2 separate regions of the Macaca mulatta genome follow, and region 2 is linked to region 1. Evidence: chromatin contacts called from public Micro-C data. All regions are on one chromosome and are shown on one strand. The core of a region is the stretch at or near the end of the contact, and the rest is flanking DNA. Distances in the headings are between cores, read along the strand shown. Region 1 holds the start of PEBP1 (phosphatidylethanolamine binding protein 1). Region 2 holds the start of SUDS3 (SDS3 homolog, SIN3A corepressor complex component).

Evidence for each region. Hi-C and Micro-C count contacts between places; a contact is called where the count stands out from the background.
Region 2: a Micro-C map of CD4 T cells shows a contact between it and region 1, with 16 times the contacts expected there. The contact joins the promoter of SUDS3 here to the promoter of PEBP1 in region 1. A contact is called at or near these places in 2 of 14 Hi-C or Micro-C datasets (CD4 T cells and liver).

What each region holds. Positions count from the first base shown.
Region 1 is chr11:125,411,946-125,416,895 of T2T-MMU8v2.0, forward strand. It overlaps PEBP1 (phosphatidylethanolamine binding protein 1), which reads left to right and starts at 2,128. Exons shown (of 4, transcript NM_001246199.1): 1 at 2,128-2,262; 2 at 3,954-4,063. The coding sequence starts at 2,128.
Region 2 is chr11:125,665,517-125,670,251 of T2T-MMU8v2.0, forward strand. It overlaps SUDS3 (SDS3 homolog, SIN3A corepressor complex component), which reads left to right and starts at 1,766. Exons shown (of 11, transcript XM_077955367.1): 1 at 1,766-2,054. The coding sequence starts at 1,913. LOC144333143 (a long non-coding RNA gene) reads right to left here. Exons shown (of 2, transcript XR_013401542.1): 1 at 4,620-4,735; 2 at 1,740-3,733.

The DNA of each region.
Region 1 (4,950 bases), core at 878-3,377:
TGACCTAATTAAGAAAAGCTCCCATGTAATAAAACTTTCCAAAAACAGTCTTTCAAGTTTTTAAAGATATATGTATAAGGAGGTTCACTTCAGTGATATTTGTAAAAGGAAAACAATGAACAAAACAGAGTACATCAAGAGGCTTGTTGAATAAATGATGGTTGAATAAATGATGGTGCATTAAAATGTTGAAGACTTTTTTGTTTTGTTTTGTTTTTGTAGAGACAGGGTCTCACTCTGTCCCCCAGGTTGGAGTGCAGTGGCACAATCACGGCTCACTGCAGCCTCAAACTCCCAGGCTCAGGTGAGCCTCCTGCCTCAACTTTGGTAGTAGCTGTGATTACTGGCACATCCCTCCATACCGGGCTAATTTTTGTATTTTTTTGTAGAGATGGGGTTTCACCATGTTGTCCTGGATCACGAGGTCAGGAGTTTGAGACCAGCCTGGCCAACATGGTGAAACTCTGTCTCTACCAAAAATACAAAAATTAGCTGGGCGCGGTGGCGCATGCCTGTAGTCCCATCCACTTGGGAGGCCGAGACAGGAGAATTGCCTGAACCCGGGAGGCGGAGCTTGCAGTGAGCCGAGATGCGGCCACTGCACTCCAGCCTGGGTGACAGAGCGAGACTCCGTCTCAAAAAACAAAGAAAAAAATAGTGCTCATCATATTCAGCAAAAAGCAAAAAGCAAAAAGCAAGCAGTTGGTGGTCACAGTAAGAGCAGTTTTGGTATGAATAAATACGGTTTAAAAATGTTTTTTTTTAAAAAAAAACAAAACCCAAACATTTCTCAGGACTTTTGTGAGGACGAATTTTGAGTGGAGAAAACGGACAAATACATTTCCCCATATATTTAAATGCTCAAAAGTTCACTCAGGTGCTCTCACCAGGCAATTACCATGACAAGTGATCTTGTGTGAAAATACAGAGAATCTGGCTCGTTTTAAGAAGTACAAGAGAAAAGCAAGGCCTTACAGTTTCTGAATTTGGTGTGTGTGTGTATGTGTGTGTGTGTGAAGATGTGGTCTCACTCTGAAGCGCAGACAGGAGTGCAGTGGCAAGATCGTAGCTCACCGTGGCCTCAAACTCCTGGATTCAAGAAGTGATCGGCCGGGCGCTGTGGCCCACGCCTGTAATCCCAGCACTTTGGGAGGCCGAGGCGGGCGGATCACGAGGTCAGGAGATCCAGACCATCCTGGCTAACATGGTGAAACCACGTCTCTACTGAAAATACAAAAAATTAGCCGAGCGTGGTGGCGGGCGCCTGTAGTCCCAGCTACTCGGGAGGCTGAGGCAGGAGAATGGTGTGAACCCGGGAGGCGGAGCTTGCAATGAGCCGAGATCGTGCCACTGCACTCCAGCCTGGGCAACAGAGCAAGACTCCATCTCAGAAAAAAAAAAAAAAAAAAAGTGATTCTCCCGCCCCAGACACCGGAGTAGCTAGGACTACAGGCATGCACCACTATGTCTAGCTTTTTTTTTTTTTTTTTTTAGTTTTCTGTAAAGATGGGGTCTTGCTATGTTGTCCAGGATGGTCTCAAACTCCTGGGCTCAAGCGATCCTCCTGCTTTGGCCTCCCAACGTGCTGGCGATATAGGTATGAGCCAGGCCACATTGCTGAACTTGGAAAGTGGAGCAAAGAATCATACAAAAAATTAAGAAAACCAAAACGAAACCAAGGCGAACTCAATTGCATTTTTTTTTTTTTTCAGCGCGACACTTTGTAAGGCACGAACCTCTCTCTTAGGCGGACCTATTCCAGGGCGCCCTTTATTTTCATTTCTTGAAACAACAGCCTCGCAGGCCAAGCCGCGGTTCCCGAGAACTCGGCTGCCACCCGGAGCAGGTTGCATGGACCCAGGAGCGCGAGCGGCCCTGCTCTGCCAGCTTCGGCCAATCAGAGGCCAGGCAGCGGTGGGCGTGGCGTGGGGCGGTGCGCGGGGCGGGCGGTGGCTGGGGCGCGTGCTCTCGCTTGGTCGCTGGGTCTGCGCCTTCCCGGGTCAGTGCGCTGAGGCCTCCGTGTCGCCGCTGCCGCCTGCGCTTAGGCTGCCGCTGCCGCCGCCGCCGCCGCCGCCCGCGCCTAGCCTGCCGCGGCACGCCCGGCTGCACGCTTTGCTTGGCCTCGCCATGCCGGTGGACCTCAGCAAGTGGTCCGGGCCCTTGAGCCTGCAAGAAGTGGACGAGCAGCCGCAGCACCCGCTGCATGTCACCTACGCCGGGGCGGCGTTGGACGAGCTGGGCAAAGTGCTGACGCCCACTCAGGTACACCGGGCGGCGGGCGTGCAGCAAGCGGCCCGGCGCGGAGGCCTGTGCCGGCCGCCTGGGTGGGACCCAGCGGAAATAGGGCCAGGGGCGGTGGGGAGGTTCAGCCTGCGTGTGTCGAGGCCCCCCAGGACAGAGGTACCGGGGTCCGTGTCCCATGCCTGGAGGCCACCTCGAGCACCGGGAACCTGGCCTGTGGCGTGGCCAGGCAGGTTCGGCCTGCAGCAGAAATTCATTCACTTTTCCCGGGCTTCGGGCCCAAGAGGGGCCTAGGTCCGGAAACAGGCCGGATCCCCCTCTCCCTCAACGGGGCAGGGCGCTGAAGAGGGACGTCCCCGAGACGGAGTAGACTGTGGCCGTTCGGACGCCCCCGCCCCCAGAGCTTCCCCTAGGGCGTCAGCATTTTAGGCCTCGTTTTGGAGGGCTGAGAGCCTGTGACGCATTATGTAACTGGCGATGAGCGCGCCGGCCGATTTCTCTTTTGTTAAATCGGTCGACAGCGTGCAGCCGGAACGCTGGAGGGCGACGGTTTAGTTTTGCTGTTTGACCTCCCACGCCCACGGGGCTGGGGCTGCTGAAAGTGAAGAAACTAGATTTGCAGACGCCACTGCTAGTTGGTTATGAAGCTCCGGGCAACAGTGTTAAATAAACTGTCCCGACCTTACATTGTTTTTGATGTTCACAGAATTTAAATTTTTTGGATGTTTACATATGAAGTGGCCATCTAACATAGCCTCCCTTTCCCTGCCCCCGTCTCACCACCTTGGCTTTCTCCTTTTCTTTGCACTTTGAAACGTTAATGCAGATTTCACTTTAGCAGGCCCCAGGTAGCCTCGTGATCACCAAATCCAGAAACCCTGTGATTCCGGACAGACGATGTAAGGGTGTCCTTGGGAGGGGGACTCAGTGCCAAGGTTGGAATCCCAGCCTCATCTGTTTCTGTTAATAGTGTGCTGGGACACTAGCCCCGTGGTGTTGTTGGGACTGAAATAATACACAGCCTGGGCAACGTAGTAAGACCCCAACTCTAAAAAAAAAATGGCCAGGCGTGATGGTGTGAGCCTGTAGTTCCCAGCTACTCAGGAGGCTGAGGTGGGAGGATCGATTGAGCCCTCCCTGGAGGTTGAGGCTACAGTGAGCCTTGATAGCGTCACTACACTGCGGCCTGGGGGACAGAAGGAGACCTGGTCTCAAAATAAATAAATAAGATAAATGATGTATATAAAACTCCAGCTCCTGGCTCTTACAGTCAATACAGGGTCATTGATTTTATTAAAAATCTATTCCGTTTTGTCTTTGAAGAGTCTGAGATCAAAGAAAGAGTATCGGTTTCTTCAGGATTTCTCTTTTTTTTCGAGACAGAGTCTCACTCGGTCGCCCAGTCTGGAGTGCAGTGGGGTGAGCTTGGCTCACTGCAGCCTCTGCCTCCCCAGCTCAAGCGATCCTCCCACCACCTCGGCCTCCCGAGTAGCTGGGATTACAGGTGCCCGCCACCACGCCCAGCTAATTTTTGAATTTTTAGTAGAGACGGGTTTCACCGTGTTGGCCAGGCTGGTCTCAAACCCCTGACCTCAAGTGATCCTCTCTTCTGGGCCTCCCAAAGTGCTGGGATTACAGGCGTGAGCCACCACACCCAGCCAGTTTCTTCAGCATTTCTGACTTTTTTACTCCAAACTGATTCCTTCATACAGGTTAAGAATAGACCCACCAGCATTTCTTGGGATGGTCTTGATTCAGGGAAGCTCTACACCTTGGTCCTGACAGACCCGGATGCTCCCAGCAGGAAGGATCCCAAATACAGGTGAGAGTTGGGAAAGACGAGGAAGAGCAGGTCATGCAGGCATGACTTATCGGGTGTAAGTTCCTTGCTGGACATGGAGAAGTAGACCTGGTTTGGGATCCCCCCACCCATGCTTAAGCCAGAGAATGCCTTTCCTGCCCTTTTGCCCCCTACAGCGGGTATCTGTAACTCACAGCCGAGAGCCATATCTACCTGTGGCTTGTTTTTGTACGGCCCCATGAGCTAAGAATGGTTTTTACATTTTTATTTTTTATTTTTTTGAGACAGAGTCTCAGTCAGTCACCCAGGCTGCAGTGCAGTGGCATGATCTTGGCTCACTGCAACCTCCACCTCCCGGGTTCAAGTGATTCTTATGCCTCAGCCTCCTGAGTAGCTGGAATTACAGGCACCCACCACCATGCCTGGCTAATTTTTGTATTTTTAGTACAGACAGGGTTTCACCATGTTGGCCAGGCTGCTCTCGAACTCCTGACCTCAGGTGATCTGCCCGCCTCAGTCTCCCAAAGTGCTGGGATTACAGGTGTGAGCCACCGCGCCCGGCCTGGTTTTACCATTTTTAAATGATCGGTGAAAAATTGAAAGAAGAGTAGTACTTTCTGATGTGGAAATTAGACAAAATTTACGTGTCAGTGTCCATCAGTTATGTTTTATTGGAGCACAGCCGTGTGTCATCTGTGGCTGCTTTCGTGCTGCCGAGGCCAAGTTGAATAGTTGCGGCAGAGACTGCGGCCCCCACAGCTTAACACGTTTATTCTCTGGGCTTTTAATGGAAAGTTTGCTGACCTTTGCTCTAGAAAAAGAGGGTGGGAGGGGCTGGGTCTGCTCTTCTGCAAACCCCTGAGGTTCGTGCCAGCCTCTGAGAAAGTGAGGACTGTTGTTTGCGGCAG
Region 2 (4,735 bases), core at 516-3,015, 250 kb after region 1:
GGTAGAAAAAATGGGGTAAGTTTTCATCACCCAAGTGCTCAGTTGTGTCTGTTCATTACATATAAAAAAGAAATGCATGACCATTTACAGATGCTGTTTGCAGTCAAGATAGCAGTAAAACATAAGCATGATAAAAATCTCAGCGTCTTGAAAGGAAACCATTTAGCAACGAAATAAACTTAAAAATTCATTGTATCAATGAACTGTTGATTTCTAAAATCTTTGCTTTTTCTGCACTATGATTATTGCTACTGATAGGAACGCAAGTTACTCAATATAGTTGATTGCAAATAATTTAGATGTGCTCCAACAGCACAAAAAAAGAAAATGACTTCATCTTTTGGACACGAGACAGTTCCGAAATCCTAGTTTAAATATAGATGGCAGACCTGGTGAGATCTGAGAATGATTCTTATTTAGAAGGCGCTTCAGAAGATCTCGGAACTCCTGGAAAGACATCTTAGCATTCCATTCTGGAAATTCTTTAGTTTTGTTGGGACAAAAAATCCCTTACAAATAGAGCCAAGATTTTAATTAAAACAAGGTAGTAAATAAATGTCAAAATAAATGGGATGGGAATAATGTTTCATTTTTTAGAAGAGTCCATGGGGGCCAATTCAGAGAGAAATTTGATCACAAAAGGTCTGAGAATGGGAATATTCGGTTCCACCCTGGTTTTCACATGTGTTTTCACTACTGGTTGCGTTTCCTACGGAGACTCGGGTGGAACATGAAAGTGGGGCTACTTTGGACAAACCATTAAAAACCTTATCCTTTTTTCTCGCTACACACAACTAGACCACACTGCTCTTAGCTAAAGGGACACCTTAAATCTATTCTTTGAGCAAAACTTGTAACACCGTGTCCCTCTTTTACTCAGAGGGAATCCCACAAATTAATTCTTGCAGATACTCAGCTCTCCTGGTTTTTAAGCTTCCACGTAGGTCTTGCTTAGCCAAATAACTTCTGGTAGGCAAATTCTCCCCTTCTTCAGTTGAGAGCTCAGAGCAAGCTGTTGGATTAGGCAAAAGCACCTTTGAAAAAATTAATATTCAAGACAGCTGTACCGCGGAAGGCCTGGGTCTCCGAGTCTAAAAAATCAGACTGGACGTTGCTATTTTTTTTTAGGCAAACGACAGCTCGTTTCTCGTTTGTAAAACCGGGGGAACATCTTATCGAATAAACCTTACACAAATAGAAAGGATTCCTAAGGGCTGGGAAAATACTGTTTTGCTGTCCCCAGGATGGAATATCAGCATCCTTGTCTTTTAGCTCTTAATAAAGCTCTAAGTAGTCACAGGAGGAGCCAGGCTGCATGATCACGCACACTCTGGATGTCTAGGTTTTCAGACCTAACAAGGGGGCAGTTCGCGTGGTTCCCCTGCTTAGATTAGAGACCACCTCCACCTGCCAAGGGCCCTTCAAACCCTCCGCCCCTAGGTCGCTAACGATCCCTGCTTTAGTTCTAGCTCCAGGCGCCGCCTGGCGGCTGTTTCCGGATGTCGCCTGCGAGCCTCGGGGTCCTGATGGCTGCTGGGCCTGCCCGTAGATTTGCCTGACTCTAGAGAACCTGGCTCCGCCCCTCCCCCACTATACTTTAAGGATTTTAAGACGGCGATGAAAGGGCTGAAGTTGTGGCGACTGGGCGTCCAGCGGCATCTCCACTCCCCCAAGGATGGCGGAGTCAGGCCGTCGTCGGGCAGCTCTCGACCCGGAAGTCGCCAGCGGCGCGAGGCCCCGGTTGCCGAGCGCGGGCGCGGGGGGCGGAGCTCGGCGGAGACCGGGAAGGGGTCGCCGCGGCTCCCGCTCCTCGAGTTGGGGGCTCCCTCGGACGCTGCTAGGCAGACGGCGAGTACCGAAGGCGGGTGGCCGCGGTGTCCCTGGGCCACGCTCAGCTGCGGTCAGAGGCGACATGAGTGCCGCGGGGCTGCTGGCCCCGGCCCCGGCCCAGGCTGGAGCGCCGCCGGCCCCCGAGTACTACCCCGAGGAGGACGAAGAGCTGGAGAGCGCCGAGGACGACGAGCGCAGCTGTCGGGGCCGCGAGTCGGACGAAGGTGAGTCCTGCAGCTCTCCCGGCGGCCGGGAGCGGAGGTGGGACCGCTAGGGAGGGGGTGGGGCTGCTTGGGAGAGGGGCGGGGCGGCCTCTGGGGCCTGGGGCTGCGTGGAGGGGCCGCCGGGAGTTGCGGGACTCGGGGAAGTTACTCCCCTTCGCGCTGGAGTAGCGGGGAAGCCCTGGGTACGTTACACTTGACTGTGATGGGGAGAGGGGACTCACACGTTGTCACGCTGGGGGTCCCTTTAAGACCCCGTCCTCCCTCCCAGCTGTCTCTGATTGAACCTCACATCTTCACTAGTAGGAATGAGAAACTCATTTACTGAATGCACCGAGTGTAGTTCCCCCGTTTTTTGTGTCTGAGAGCATCAGAGTCCAAAGTTGCCCCTCCCCACCCCCGAAATGCGTGTCAGCTATGCTTTAGGTAGGACAGTATTGATAACTCAGGTTGGTTAAAGGAAAGGGACCTGGAACCAGCCAGATACAGGTTTAAATTTGGCTCTGTCACTTAACTCAGCTTTGTAAACTAAAGTTTTCCAGCCTCGATTTACCCAGCTGTAATGAAGCTGTTTAATTCCCACACCTGACCTAGAAAGCACTTCCTAGGGTCGGTATAGGGATTAAATGACATGCGCATAAAGTACTTGGCCTGGTACAGTAAATACTCAGTAAATGTTCTCCCCACCCGCCCCCCTCCCGGAAACAGGTAAGAGAGGGAGGGGTTTGCTTAATGGTCCCCAGGTGGTGTGTTTTCAGTCCCATGCTCTTTACACTGTCATCACAGCGTCTCAGAGCCTTGCTTTTCAAACTGAGCTTTATAATTTGGCAAGTGTGAGGACGCTATTTTGGAGGGATGGAGGAGGAGGAAGGTGATGAAATATGAAAGATCAAGGGAGAAGAAAGAGGAGATAAAGAGAGATCTATATGTGAATGGAATATTCTGGGACAAAATCGGGCCGTGGAGCAAAAGCTAGACCAGCTGTTTGGAAAGGTGCATACGTTTTATTCATCTGAATTTCCCGAGTGCCAAGTAATGTGGCTGACCATGACAGGAACTCAGGGAAGGCCTCTTAACTGAAGGAGGGGAGAAGGGTTTGTGGGGAATTGGATCTGCAACAGCCTTACAAAAGACAGCTGCATATGCATGACATGGAAAGTTGAAGGACTGCATTCGGTTTAACTCCATCCGAAGACAAGGCTTAACCAGAGATTTTGAATGTGAAGCACTTGCGCTGCATCTCATCCCCACGAGGGGGCGCGGTGGAGCCAAAATTGAGGGTTTTTTTTTCCTTGCAGTATAGGGGCTGTTAAAAATTTGTAGACACCCCAGCCATTAATGCTTGTTCTAAGAGCAATGTTTAAGATGTTTTGAAACAATTTTCGTTTGATCATCTGGCCTCCTCCTTGTTCCCTTTAGTTGTAACTTGGAAAATATTTGTGTCAGATTACCTTTTTTATTGTATACAGTTGGCGCTCCATGTCTGTGAATTCTACATCTGTGAATTCAACCAAGCGCAGCTCAAAAATATTCCGGAAAAAATTGAATCCGTACTGAACATGTGCAGACTTTTTTTGTTATTCCTAAACAGTGTAGTGTAACAACTACTTACATAGTATTTACATTTTATTGGATATTGTAAGTAACCTTTTTTTTTTTTTTTTTTGAGGTGGAGTCTCACTCTATCACCCAGGCTGGTGTGCAGTGTCACAATCTCAGTTCACTGCAACCTCCATCTCCGGGGTTCAAGCAATTCTCCTGCCTCAGCTTCCGGAGTCGTTGGGATTACAGGCACCTGCCATCATGCCTGGCTAATTTTTGGGGTTTTATTTGTTGTTTGTTTTGTTCTTTTTTTTTTTTTTTTTTTGAGATGGAGTTTCGCTCTTGTTGCCCAGGGTGGAGTGGAGTGCAGTGGCGCGATCTCAGCTCAAGCCATTCTCCTGCCTCAGCCTCTCAAGTAGCTGGGAGTAGCTGGGATTACAGGCATGCGCCACCACCCCCAGCTAATTTTGTATTTTGAGTAGAGAGGGGGTTTCTCCATGTTGGTCAGGCTGGTCTCAAACTCCCGACCTCAGGTAAACCACCTGCTTTGGCCTCCCAAAGTGCTGGGATTACAGGCGTGAGCCAATGCACCCGGCCTTAACTTTTGTGTTTTTAGTAGAGATGGGGTTTCTCTATGTTGGCCAGGATGGTCTGGAACTCCTGGCCTCAGGTGATTCACCCGCTTTGGCCTTCCAAAGTGCGGGGATTACAGGCATGAGCCGCCATGCCTGGCCTGGATATTGTAAGTAATCTAGAGATGATTTAAAGTGTACTGTTGTCCGGGCATGGTGGCTCATGCCTGTAATCCCAGCACTTTGGGAGGCCGAGGCAGGCGGTTCAGTTGAGGCCAGGAGTTCGAGACCAGCCTGGCCAACATGGTGAAACTCCGTCTCTACTAAAAATACAAAAATTAGCTGGGCGTGGTGGTGCACCCCTGTAATCCCAGCTATTTGGGAAGCTGAGGCAGGAGAATTGTTTGAACCCAGAAGGTGGAGGTTTCAGTGAGCCGAGATCGTGCCACTGCACTCCAGCCTGGGTGACAGAATGAGACTGTGTCTCATAAAAAAAAAAAGTATACTGGAAGATGTGCGTAGGTTATATGCAAATACTGTGCCATTTTGTCAAAGACGAGCAACTGAGGA